Regions from separate parts of the Triticum aestivum genome. Here region 1 is linked to region 2. The links are chromatin contacts, called in public Hi-C maps. All regions are on one chromosome and are shown on one strand. Each heading gives the region's core, a stretch centred on a gene start, on an enhancer-like site or on the middle of the called end of the contact. The rest is flanking DNA. Distances are from core to core; before and after follow the strand shown. Region 1 holds the start of LOC123046162 (coatomer subunit gamma-2). Region 2 holds the start of LOC123046153.

Evidence for each region. Hi-C and Micro-C count contacts between places; a contact is called where the count stands out from the background.
Region 1: a Hi-C map of leaf shows a contact between it and region 2, with 5 times the contacts expected there. The contact joins the promoter of LOC123046162 here to the promoter of LOC123046153 in region 2. A contact is called at or near these places in 4 of 5 Hi-C or Micro-C datasets (leaf and an unstated tissue) and 1 of 1 datasets of contacts at active chromatin or transcription factors (leaf).

The regions. Positions count from the first base shown.
Region 1 is chr1A:284,480,545-284,487,638 of IWGSC CS RefSeq v2.1, forward strand. LOC123046162 (coatomer subunit gamma-2) reads right to left here and starts at 3,777. Exons shown (of 18, transcript XM_044469459.1): 1 at 3,472-3,777; 2 at 3,189-3,286; 3 at 3,022-3,072; 4 at 2,498-2,611; 5 at 2,212-2,412; 6 at 2,010-2,111; 7 at 1,540-1,647; 8 at 1,232-1,465; 9 at 261-511; 10 at 3-174. The coding sequence starts at 3,520.
Region 2 is chr1A:284,330,934-284,338,083 of IWGSC CS RefSeq v2.1, forward strand. LOC123046153 reads left to right here and starts at 5,140. Exons shown (of 3, transcript XM_044469449.1): 1 at 5,140-5,495; 2 at 5,599-6,107; 3 at 6,602-7,028. The coding sequence starts at 5,366. The coding sequence ends at 6,721. It overlaps LOC123046143, which reads left to right. Exons shown (of 7, transcript XM_044469439.1): 3 at 1-178; 4 at 1,306-1,560; 5 at 1,660-1,746; 6 at 2,991-3,163; 7 at 3,316-3,742. The coding sequence ends at 3,424.

The sequences.
Region 1 (7,094 bases), core at 2,527-5,026, 150 kb after region 2:
ACCTGAGTGGACAGATACGTGAATTCACAGTCTTCGATGAATTCACATAAGTGAAATAAACCACTTTCTTTAGCATCAGGAATATCTCTAATGAGTATGATAATTGAATCAACTATAGCTTTCTTGTAGTCAAATCCACCCTCTTCACGTAGGATATTGCTCAAAAAGTTCATCCTGCCAACACGCACAGAAGTTAAAAGCACCGATAGCAAACTAGTAGCGATTCTTCATCAATATTATTAGAAACATATGCTACGTACAGTGAGCGATATTTGAGGGGGAACTTCAAGCACAAGGATCTAATTGCTTCTACAACAACAATCTTGAATTCGTCGGCTATGTCTGACATAAAGTTGGTCATCTGTTTCATTAAACGATCAACACTTGATTCATTGCCTGTCTTGAGCAGTGTGGTAATTGCAAGGGTTGCGATGCTCCTGTTCTGATCAGAGATTAAACTCTCCATATCTATGTTACAATTTGTAACGGCCAAAGGATGAGTTGATGCAACCTGTAAAGTATCAAATGAACATTGGATCATTAGTAGGAACAAAGAAAAATACCAAGGTAGTAATGAGCATGCAGTCCCATGAATAAAATAACATTGTGGTGCCAACTACAATTAGAGAACAGAAATAACTAATAGTGGAGTAATGGCTTGAGCATCCCCAAATTATGAAATTTGTAAACAGGATTAATATTCCGCCAGGCAAAAAAACAAATTAGTCAAGGCCTTTTCCCTACATATCATTAAGAATGATGGGAGTTTTTGTATAATAAACCACCGTAATTGATAAAGATCAAAGTGTTCAGTGAAATAGTGATTGGAGTGACCTGTAAAAACAATAGGATGACGATATAGAAAATCAACAAGATGACAGTTACATCTTCCAACCATATTATGTCTACTAGAAGATGGAACTGGAATGTTTATGTCAACAATTTATCGGCCCTTATCAACGGTTGGACTTCAGGAGTGTATCTAATATAGTAATATTTCAGACTTTAGGCAGTTGATTTAAGGATAACATGCTAACTTCAAGTCAATCAGAGTGAGTTTTAATATGAACACACAAAGGGATGGAATGAAGAAATAAAACTAGGCATCCTAAAACCATCAGATTTGATTGAAAAATTGTGATACAATCAAAGTAATACAAATTACATGGGAATAAAATTCAATATACATTTAAACAGGACAATATAAACTAGCATCCGTGAACAAACTAACCTTGTTAAGTGTGCGAACAGCAGCAAATCTAAGCACAGGTTTGGATGAACTTAAGAACAATTGCAGCACCGTGATTGCAGGTGTAAGCTCACGGCTGGTCACACCATTTAGATCAGTTATTGCTCGTGCAGCCTCAAGTATGACCATTTCTGCTTTGTTCCGGAGACAGGACTCCAGGAAATCAAAGAAAGGGCGGTCTCCACCTTGTGTATTCATGCCTGACTCTCTAATAACCTGTTTATGCCGGTCATGTTTCAGATGTCTACGCATATACAATTCTGCAGAATGCAAAAATCAGAAAACAGTACCTGGCTAGTGTACCGAATAAGTAGGCACTGGGCCAGAGGTGAGCGAACTGAACCCCTTGTCAGACTAGTGACAAGCTTGCTAACAGCCAACCGGTCATTTTGTCTAATCTGAAATTTAGAATTGAAATATGAATGTTTAGATAGCCCAGTAGGAAGAAAGCAAACAAAAAGTCAAGGGGCACTCATAGGTCATTTGTCAGAGGTATAGCATGTTTTCATGGACATACTTAGTATAGCATTGCTTTGAGAGGGTACTTAGTATTGCATGTTTTCGAGAGGGTACTGAACTACTGATCATAGCATGTTTCCAAGAGGGTACTTAGATAGCAAGCTTTCAAGAGAGTACCTAGAAATAGTATATGTTGTTTCAAATAGGTGAATTACATATCTGCATGTAGCTTGATTCATTTGAAAAGGTTTCAGAGATGTATGTCACTACTACTTAAATGAAGCACAAAACATGAACTCACTTGGTGAAGAAGAGCAAGGGCATGAAACTGAACAAGAGCAGCTCTCGACTGTACAGCCTCCTGAACCTCATTGCTCCATCTTTTCACAACTTCCGGACTTGTCTGTTCAGAATTAAAGCATATGACGGAAACATTGATAAGAATCTGTAGCTGCCAGTAACCTGCAATTGCATAAATGCACAAACTAAAATGTAGCACTCACCTGAAGCAGGTAAATGCCACTAACAAGGGCCGCACTGGCAACAACAGGGTTCTTGTCAACGATAGCTTGCTTCAAATACCTCTCAATTTGGGTGAGAAGAGTCGAATCAATGATCCGGCAAAGAACTCTTATAGCATTTGCACGATACATATCAGTCTTGCTATTCATATCCTTCATCAGAGAACTTGTCACTATAATAACCTACACGCGATTAAACACAAATGAAGTCAATCTCAGAGCCCACAAAATGCACATAACTGCAAAGTAAAAACCAGCATTCAGCAACCTCATCCGCTGATGGCGAGAGTTCCTTGATCATGAGGTACACCATCCTCCTAAGTCCAGCATCTTTGGACTGAAACAACTTGGTCGTAGCGAAGAAGACCTCTGTGGCCTCTACCTACAAGAAATTAACACAGTGAGGTACCTATCCAAGAGCACATGTCCAGGAACTAGCACAGAATCACCACTTTCCCAGCACTGCACAAACATGTGAGTCCTGTGTACTCTTAGATCCTCGGTTTAAAACATGTACAATTTACTTTTTTACTCTACTCATTATGTTCCAATAATGTTATTTACGGTGTTGAACTTGGCCAAAATAGCAGTTACTTTCAAAAAAGTACCAATGTTAAAACTTCAAATTTACATGATTGCACCTGCGTGATGCCGACATGTGGTTCAATCAAACAATATTGCCAACTTTACCATCCATGTGGCTCAATGTTAACTACCAGGCCCAGCAATTTGAATCCAGAAGCATAGCTAAAACACGATAAAAGAAAGATGGGATATACTGCATTGGAGTACCTTGGTAAAGGTGTCACCCTGGTTGAGCAGGTATAGAAGCTTGGTGATCACCTATGGTTATAGACAATGCATCAGTATTCATCCGAGTAAGTGAAATCAGAAGGGCGTTCGAGTTGAGATGCGAGATCTAGCCGGAGGAAGATCAAAACGGGATTGGGCAAGCGCACCTGGCAGCATCGCCGCGCGTCGAGCTGCGGGTCGTGGAAGACGCGGGCCTCCTGCAGGACGGCGCCCTTCTCGATGCCGAGGAACGGCGAGTAGTACTCTGCAGCAAGCAAACAAGCATTCAGTCCCAGCACATTACACTGCACATGGGCATGAGAGCGGCGATCCGCACCGGGATCGAGCCAGATCTAGGGTTCGGCGGGCAGCGGATCTGGGCACGCGCGACCAGACGCGCGAGCGGAGAAAGAGGGAGAGGAGAGGGGGCGATCGTTCGTGCGTGCGTACCTTCCTCGTCTAAGTCGTCGTCCTTCTTCACAACAAGCGGCTGCGCCATGGCCGCTACTGCGGTAGAGCGATGCGCCCGCGGGTTGGGCGCCCGGGCCGACGATGCCGCGAGAACGGCGGTGCAGAGCGGCGGCGCGAGGGCTCCCGCGAGTCTTTGTCTCGCGGTTTTGCGAGGGAGGACTGAACGGGGGAGATGAGGAGGAGGCGCTTACAGAAGTGGAGAAGCGAGCGGCATGGACGATGGATCTGAATCTGGAAGACGGCGGGGGGCGACTCGGCGGAGTAAGGTGCAAGCGTGCGTATTTACTTTCGATTCGATTGAACTATGGCCACTGAGGTATTTTTTTTATAAAAAACTAGTAAGCATGCACGTGCAAAAGTACGCATTATAATCTGCAATAAAACATCTATTTTGAATCTTATTTCTCTTTCAGGCTAGTTATAATGGGAGTAATTTAACTAATAACATAGCATACTTTAAGAAGTTTTTGCTTATGTGGCAAGTAATTAATGAGAGGTGGTAACATAAGGCTGGTCATAGTGGGGAGTAACTTAGACTAGTGTCATAGTAATGCAAAATAATATGATAGTAGTGTCATAGATGGCTTCATTTATTAGTTTGTTGTATTATGTTACCACCTCACATTAAATACTTGCCACATAAGCAAAAATTTATTAGAGTGCGCTATGTTACTAGCTAAGTTACTCCCACTATGACTAACCTAATATGTTACTGTAACATAGCGCTTTTCAAGACAAGATGAGTCTACAAGATAATTAATGAAGCCATCTAAGTTACTACTATTATGTTACTTTGCATTGTGAAGATAGTAACTTAGGCTAGTGTCATAACACTAGCCTAAGTTACTCCCCACTATGATCAGCCTCAGTGAGTTTTGTTACCGAGCCATTTAAGAACTCAGACACCATTGCACGCCACATCATCTCTGAGTCTAGTAAATGTTTGGCCTATTTCCTATTATTTGTATTTAAAATAGTTCATAACAAACATCAACCACTTTTGATAATAATTGTGGCCATGGTAATCTTTCTATTCCACCTTAGGGTATCTTTGATCCAGAATATTTTCATTGAAAATTCAGAGGGTTGAATTCATATGAATTTTTTTCTAGGCACTCTTATTATGGGAAATAATTCTATGAGACCAGGTCTCGCACGAGACCCATCCTGATGAATGACACGTGTCATTCACAAATCACAAAGCATCCCCCACCCCCCACTTAAAATCAGGGAGGAAGATTAGATGCTTTGTGATTTGTGAATGCCACATGTCATACATCAGGACGGGTCTCACCTTCTAACCGTCAGACCTGGTCTCATATAATTTTTTTCCCTCTTATTATATACTCTCTCCATTCCAAATTAGTTGACTCAGATTTGTCTAGATACATCTATATCTAGACACGTTTTGCTGTTAGATACATCCATATCTAGATAAATCCAAGTCAGCTAATTTGGAATGCAAGGTATTTTGTTTGTTTGTGCATTTGGGAAAGCGAGACTGATAACGGGCAATGATGGTTGATAGATGTTAAGGGGAAAATAAATCAACAGGGTTGTTTGTGCATTTGGGAAAGCGAGACTGGTAACGGGCAATGATGGTTGATAGATGCTAAGGGGAAAATAAATCACCTTGCATTCCAAATTAGCTGACTTGGATTTATCTAGATATGGATGTATCTAACACCAAAACATGTCTAGATATATCCGTATCTAGACAAATCTGAGTCAACTAATTTGGAATGGAGGGAGTATATAATAAGAGTGCCTAGAAAAAAATTCATATGGATTCAACCCTCTGAATTTTCAATGAAAATATTCTGGATCAAAGATACCCTAAGGTGGAATAGAAAGACTACCATGGCCACAATTATTATCAAAAGTGGTTGATGTTTGTTATGAACTATTTTAAATACAAATAATAGGAAATAGGCCAAACATTTACTAGACTCGGAGATGATGTGGCGTGCAATGGTGTCTGATTTCTTAAATGGCTCGGTAAAAAACTCACTGAAAAAGAAATAAGATTCAAAATAGATGTTTTATTGCAGATTATAATGTGTGTGTTGCACGTGCATGCTTACTAGTGCAATAAAACAACGATTACGATACTCAACATCCGAACAACATCCCCCCTCCCCCCCCTCATCGTAACGGTTGATGTGTCTCGAAGTTGTGACTCGAGTGAAAACCGACAAGCTGTAGCCCTTTATGTTGTTGTCGAGATAGCTAGGAGCGGAGAGTGTTGTAGTTGTGGTGAGGTAGCCGTGCCAGGGATGACATGGTCATGTTGAGTTAATCACCATGGAGTCGCGGGCACAAGAAGGCGCCGTGTTAGTCAGGGGCGCAGTGGTGCGCCGGGAAGAAGACGGTGTTGACGAGGCATCGCGCTGGGTTTGCCAAGCCCAGGGACACTCGTGGACGAAGGCACGCATCAGTGTTGCCAGCACCGGACATGCGTAGACGAGGAAGAAATCGGTGTTAACGAGGCGTCCCACTAGGTTTGGCAAGCCCGGAGACACGTCATGTACCCCAGGCGCGCGTCGGTGTTGCCAGCACCGAACATGTGTAGACGGGGACCAACACGAGTCGTACATCATGTTGTAGGGACTAGCATAGGAGGACTCGATGATGGTTGCGATGCCAATCGGTGTGGGGTAGAAGGTGTCGACGTCATCTCCAATTGTCGGAGTGGATGAAGTGATCGCGGAAGATGATGACGACGTTGGTGATGAGTTTGTGCCAGATGAAGACGAAGAGGTGGACAACAATGTGGTCGGCGAAATCAGAGGTAGCTCGTGGGAAGCCACGTCGGTCGCATGTAGGAGCGCGGCGGCGGTGCTCGAAATGGGCACGAGAAAAACACTTATGTGATAATACGTGTTGGTCACAGCATGTCATGTTTTCTATCACGCATGTACATCCGTGACGATTTTATGACAGAATCAAGATAGTCATATATGTGTTGTCATAGAAGTGTTTCATAACAATACTCAATTTTATTGTCACCGAAGTGTTTCACTTTCCGTGATGATAAATCGCGCGTCATGGAAGTGATTTCGTTAAGGGAAACCGACACGTGACAGCCACTTTAACTGGTCATTGTTAAGCTATTGGGTGCTAGTATTGGATCTGATACCGTTAACAGCCCAGACCAATGATGATTGTCCACGTGTTAATTTCTCATTCACCACCGGAATCACGCGTCAGCTCTATGTTGCGGCAGATGTCATCCATTCAATGGACGAGATGCACTTATGAAATGTCGACACGTGGCATGGCCCAGAAGCGGCCCATTTAGGTAAAAATAAGGCCGGCCCACTAGACTTGGTCAAAACTTAGCTTGTCGGCCTACTTGATTTGGTCAAAAGTTAGCGGGCCGATCCACTTGACTTGGTTAAAAGTTAGCGGGCCGGCCCATTTAAGACTATTGATGGCATGTTTGCATATAGCTCATTCATGGCCCGAGCATGCACGCCCCGTTATGGCATTTCGGAATTCAGCCTATTAGGGTCATGTGGGTCGTCCAATATGATTTCAGGTCATTGACACTTTTGCCCCATGTATGGTCATGATGTATTTTGCCCCATACGAGGCCTTTC
Region 2 (7,150 bases), core at 3,890-6,389:
CCCTCGGAGTTGTGGTAAAAGCATTGCACTTGCGATGCTTGTGCACTGGGCCCGTACTGAGGGATGGCTGGTGTTCTATGTTCCCCAAGGGAAGGATTGGACTCATGGAGGATTTTTCTATAGAAATACCTACAGTGATCTTTTTGATACTCCTGTACAGGCTGGAAAGGTTTTGCAGGTGCTAATGTCTACATGATGTCTGTATTTTGCTTTTTCCTCGGTATTTACGAAATTGCTTTATTGCAATCATTATGTTCTGTTACATCTTTCTTGTTATTTCATCTGTTCAGTCTCAGCACCCAATTATTTTGCTAGCTTGAGCTGGTTCACCATTCATAATGTATTAAGCACCTAATGCAGCACAAGTCATATACCACTTTGCATTGGTCGGTGGTCAGGGCGTATTCATTAACATCTAAACATTTACTATTATCCTTTTCAACTGGCAGAGATGTAGTATGCTTTCTTTCTTATTTAAAATTTTCTAAGTGCATTTGTGAAGAAGATTCAAAATTTAAGTATACCATAAGATTGCTTCTACATTTTGTTTGTAATTTGATACTTACTTTAAGTATTTGTTAATCATGCTTTACAACAACAACAACAAAGCCTTTTGTCACAAACAAGTTGTTAATGCTTCGTTTTTATTAAAATTAGTTGGATGGCATCTATTGTCAATGTTCCAGGGTGTGCAATGCTGCGCACATTGCGTCTACTTAATCTGTATGTGCAATACTGCTACAAAGGCCCCCCCCCCCCCCCCCTGAAATTGTAATCTTGTATAACTAAATAGGTGATCCCCACTAACCTATTTCTCTCAACATGCAACAATGCCACCTCAATATGCATGGGGGAAAAGCCCACCTCAGCATGCAACTATGCATGGGAAAATGCTCAAATGTTTCAATTCTGTTATGCTACTTATATTCAATTATACAATAGTCATACATTTTCAGTTCAGTTCTTATACTCCCTTGGATCCATATTACTTGTCGCTCAAACGGATGTATCTAGCACTGAAATACGTCTAGATACATCCATTTGGGCGACCAGTAATATGGATCGGGGGGAGTATTATTATTATTTCAAATGTTCATGTTCATATAAGATATAACCAAATCTCATCGAAATATATTGCAAGCAATTCCTGCAGCAATGCGTGGGGTATCATCTAGTTATTTTAATTAGGTGAACACAATATCTTGTTGATGATTACTCACATACAATACATAACTAGGAACACACTACTATAACTAGCTGGCTGGGTCAATAATCTCTAACTATCTGTTTCTACTGTTGCGTCAGGATTTTTTGAAATACAACGAAACTCGCTTACAGCAGTTACCATGTCAAACTTTTGAGTCTATTCCCCTGGGAGAAGGTACTGGTGTTGGAATGATGAAAGGGGCTGACACAGTGGAAATGCCAGAAGGGTCCACATTGTATGATCTCATTCAAACTGGGATAACCCACTCGCATGCTGCAGTTGGTGTTGTAGTTCGTTTAAGAAAGGAGCTATCACATGTTAAAGATGTGCCTGTACTGTTTGCCATTGATCAGGTATGCTTATAGTGCCCATGCATGCGGCTTCTTTCAAATGTGATTGTTGTAGTGACAGTAATGATCAGTCTCAATAAATTATATTTCTTCCTTTTGCAGTATAACAGTTGGTTTACATTCACCGAGTACCAGGAGCCTGTAACTGTTAGATCCTGTCGATCTATCCACGCGAAAGAGCTTACAACGGTTTGTTGCACCAAAGCTGCTTACCTTTTTTAGCATTACCCTTCTGAAGTTGCATCCTCTCCGAAATTGCTTGTAATTTTCTCCTTCCAAAAGTGGCAAACACCTGTGTATCCTTTCAGTCAAACTTTCCTATCTTTGACCAAGTTTCTACTCCCTCCGTTCCCAAATACAAGTCTTTTTAAATATTCCAACAAGTGACTACATACGGAGCAAAATGAGTGAATCTACATTCTAGAACATGTCTATATACATCCGTATGTTGTAGTCCATTTGAAATGTCTAAAAAGACTTGCATTTAGGAACGGAGGGAGTAGAAAAAACTACTCCATCCGATCCATGTTAACTGTCGCTGAGTTAGTACAACTTTAGTACAAAGTTCTATTAACTCAGTGACAATTAATATGGATCGGAGGGAGTATCAAAATCTGCAGTACTAATAAACAATAGACCCAAAGTGGCCGGACCCTTCCCCGGACCCTGCGCAAGCGGGAGCTACATGCACCGGGTTGCCCTTAATAAACAATACTCTCTCCGTCCTATATTAATTGTCGTTCAAACGGATGTATCTAGCCGTATATCAGTGCTAGATACATCCGTTTGAGCGACAATTGATATGGGACAGAGGGAGTATGTGAAAATATATTTCTTGGTGGATATAATGATACTGATTTGTGATCGTACATGTTTTTTTTACAAACTTGGTCAAAGATAGAAAGTTTGACTTCTGAAAAAAATTAATACACCTTATAGAAAAGAATGGAGAGAGCTCTTTCTGGTTAGGCTACTGTAAAAAGCTTAAGGCGTTTTCCCTTTTCTGGTTATTCATTTTTCTTTACAGCCCTAGATTGTTCTGTTGTTTCATTAATCTAGCTGATAGCAGTGCTGTGATTTGTCGCATTAGATTCTTGGAGTTCTGAAAAGCATTTCTTGTTTTTGTTTTTTCAAGTAGACACGGTGTATAGGTTTTAGTGTACCAAGAATTCTTAAATGAAATTTGATAGATCTGAGAATTTAGTTTGTCTTCATTTTGGTCTAAGAAATCAAATGAAGTTCTCTTATCATGTGGCACTGGTATTGCTGTTCTAACTACTTTATTATATAACTCGTCATAGCTAATTTTATTTGATAAATCTTCTCTTTCACCAACTTTGGCTGGTCTGAAAATGTACATGCATGATTTTTTAAGCCCTTCTGACTAAAATGATCACAACTAATTATACTTTATGTATTGCTTACTTCAACAGGTCAATGCTTATAGGTCAATGCTTCACAATGATATGATGGTAGGAGCCTTCTCACATTCAACCGCAGTTGGCAAACTAAGACAGGAGCTCCCGGATGTTCCTTCTGATGCTCGTCTGCTTTTTCCACGGTACACCGTAGATGAAGCAGAGACTGTGTGCCACTATTATATGAGGTACTTCCAAATAAAAATTCTGTCTAGTGATAGCTTTTGAATATTGTGCCATAGCCGGCAATCGCATGTGCTTACAGAAGCTCTGTTTGCGCGACCTGTGGCTTTTGAAATTAATTGAAGCAAACAATCATTTTGATCTATTTGTTGGGCAGGCAAAAGATTATTCGACGTGAAAGTTTTTCAGAAGAGAAGTGGAAAAAGATATACTATTTGTCAAATGGAAACGGCTCAGAGATGAGGTGGCTTGCTGCGTTTATATGAGGCAGTGAATACTTAAAGTTAATTAATAATCATAATGTTCTGTTCTGAGAACAGTCTGCAGTCCTGTAGCTTCAGGTGTTGTCTGGATGTTTGCACAAGATTTGTGCTTTGATTTGAAATCCCCGGTTATCAGTAATTTTGTGTTCGCTTTTGCATCTTCTTATGCAATTTCTGATGCCAGGAGTGATATAGTATAAGAAAGCTGCCACTTTGGTTCCAGCATGCCAATTTCCCACTGTTGTATACTTGTACTATGTCTTATGGAACTCCTGGGAGCAAATTGCTACCTAGTCAAATACCCAAGATTTTCTCCCCGTATTAGAAGTGTGAACATAATTTTGGCTGTGGCTCCAAATTTTATCCATGTGTTCTGACAACACATTCTTTATGGGTACTGGCCAGGATTATAGTGAGCTGACCTACTGAAGTAGGATAAGAAGAATAAGCAACTGATGTATAACTTTTGTCTTAGTAAAGCCTCAATATGTTTTGGTTCAGATATACGTATACTTTTCCCTGTTGGTTGGGGGCCGTAGTGATCAAAGAATTTGAGTTGCAGGGAGATCTGTCAATGAGTTGAACTTTTTTTTTGAGGAAATGAATTGAACTTTATTGAAGAGGCACTTGCTACCAACTGAAAGCCTCCCTCCGTCGGGAAATACTTGTCATCAAAATGAACAAAAGAGGATGTATCCAGATGTATTTTAGTTCTAGATACATCATTTTTTATCCATTTTGATGACAAGTATTTTTGGACGGAGGGAGTACAACGTTATTTTGAGTCTGATCAGATAAGATTTTTGGCAAATGCTGTTTGCATCCTTTTCAATTATATATCAATCCTATTTGTGGTTTTGCTAGACTTATGTTGATGGTCTAATCTGTTAATTTAGCATCCTATGGTCACTCAATAATCTTATGACGACGAAGCTGCTGACCAGCTGACTTTTTGCACACGCCTCTGCGTTTGTGTGCGTAGTTATTGTGAAGCCTGTCGTTGCTGAGGATAGACTGTGGACTAAAAACGCAGATAGAATGGATTTGCCCCTCTAATACTCGGACAAGTTTTGATATCTACCGTTCTGAATTACTGGCTCTATATGGTTTTTGCTCCTGCGTTATTATCCATGGATCGCCATCTATCTTGGGTCACATATCAACCTCTTGATGTGGATTTCCTGCAGAAGCTTCTGACCTAATTCATTTCCGCGTCATTGATAATTCGTATCAATTCATTTGTAGCCCCTGCAGTGGAATCACGGTATGTAGTGTCGTAACGTCGAATACGTCTGTACTGTACTGTAATGTAATCTAACCTGCAAGCTACGCACGCACGCTTTGTTTTCCGTCGTACCAAATTGACCTCTATTTTAAACCTGTTCTGGTTCTGCTGAACGCCCCGGCCGGGAGTGTCATTGAATTTTCTGTTGCCAGGAACTGTAACAGGATACACGTCAATTTGCAAGCTTTTTGAGAGAGGCGACACATGTTAATCGCCCAGTATTCCCAAAAAATGTTTACGCGGGTTTTACAGGAGCCACAAATAAACATTTCAACCCTGGCAGAAATCTGAAAAGTCCTCGCGTCCCAAGCATTTCTATCGTGAATAATGCAGGGCAACTTGGTAGAAGGATGCAGAAACCCTCTCCTCCTTCCCGAGTGGTAGGCCCCAACCCTTGTCCCCTAGCAGGAAGGATAAGCCCGCACACAAGCTCTCCTCTTCCTTCCTCTGCCTTCTTCTCCCTTGGTGCAAGGAGCTGGCTCCTTGACGCTGATGTGCCCATGCCCATGTGTGTGAGTGCCCACCCATATATAGCTTTCTCCCTCTGGCTCCTTGTCCCCTTGCCAATCAGTTGATCCGTCCAGCACCAGCAAGCAACCGGGTTCAGGTTCAAGTTTGATCCTCTAGCTTTTTCGGTTGCGTCCGTCGATTCGTCTGCCATGGAGGGAGGAGGCGTTCCTTCCGCCCAGGACGTGTGGGACTGGGAGGTGCTGCCTGACGAGCACAGGAGCTTCTACGCCGAGACCAGGGCCGCATCCCGTGCCCACGACGGCGGCGAGGTTCTTGCCGGTAAGGAAAGGGCCCGATCAGCCCGCTCTCGATCACGATTTACTTCGGTTTCCACTCGTGTTCTCATCCCCGTAACTGCAATTGATCGCGCGCGTAATTTCAGATCACGAAACCGAGGAACCGATCCTGCCTCCCCCGTCACAAGTCGACGCTGATAATGTTGACGAGTGCAAGGACATCGGCGTCGACGTCGACGTCGTGCCGGCCGGGGCCAGATCAACCCAAGAGGATGAGGAACCCGCGGCGCCGGAGCTGCTAGTCTCTGACGGCGACGGAGAGGAGAAGTTCCAGCCCTGTGTCGACGCCAAGGAGGTGGACGATGATGGCAAGCAGATGGCGGCGGCAGAGGCAGTGGAGTCAGAGCTTCCTCCTCACGAGTTCGCCGCGGGAGAGGAGGAAGAGGGCAAGAAGGAGGAGGACGGGGCGCCGCCGGAGTGCGTGGTGTTCAGCGTGGGGAAGCTGCGCGTGAACGCGGTCGGGGCGCTGTGCTCGTTCGGGGTCGCGGCGGCCACCGTCTGCGTTTTCCTCGTCGGCGGCAGGCTGCAGCACCAGAAGCAGCACCAGCACCACCAGCAGCAGAAGATCCAGCTGCAGTTCCTTGGCGATGATAAGGTTTGCTGACTCGGTCCCACCTAATCCAATCCAGAGCATCAGACTCCTTTTCAAATTAGTAACTCAACTTGAACCAATTACAGTATCAATCAACTGCGTTTTTTTAGAAACACACTACAAACACTCACATGCATGCACACGCACTCACCCGCATACGCTCACCCCCTATCTCTATTGTCATCTTGTCGAGCCGGCAGATCTTCAGATTGACGAAGTCGCCACGGAGCCTCGTACTCCCTTCGTTCGGAATTACTTGTCGCAGAAATAGATGTATCTAGACTAATTTGACAGGTGCACAGCCTAATTTGACCAGTTCCAACACGGAGTTTTTCTTCCCGGATTTGACCTGACCGGATCGGCGCCACGCCATCCCCTTCTTGTGCAACTGAATCTTGAAATAGCCTAGGATTGAACTTGAAGCTAACTAGTCATTATTATTTGTCCAAGAGAAGCCTTGCTGAAGTAGATATGCTTGTTGATTTGTGGATGTGCAGAGAATTCAGCAGGTGGTGCAGCAGACATCGAGGCTGAACCAGGCCATGTCATCTATGATGGGGGCAGGCGCGTCCACAAGGGCCAACATATCGTTCGGTGGCTTCTACGACGGCTTCTGATCCACCCGCCCGTGATTCAACTCTCGGATCAAGCACAAGCTGCTGGATTCAACTACGTAGATCTGATGAAGAAAAAGCTAGCTCATGTTATAGCAAATCGACAGCCTTGTTAGTAGTTGTCATGTACTCCAACGTATAACATAGATCACGCCACCTGCAAAAACAAAAAAAGACATAGATCACGTGTTTGTACATAATGCACGATATACTGGATGTAAATAATTGGGAGTGTTGGACCGTGGCCGGGGCCGGCTGTATGTGTATGCACATGAGGATGGATTCATTAATAGATTTGTTATTAAGTTCATAGATAAGGGATCCGATGAACGATGATAACGAGGCCAAGAAGAAAGAACTCGCAGAGTTGATTGAGTACCTTTTGGAGCTGGACGAGATCCAGTGCATGCAAAGGTCAAGAGTAAATTGGTT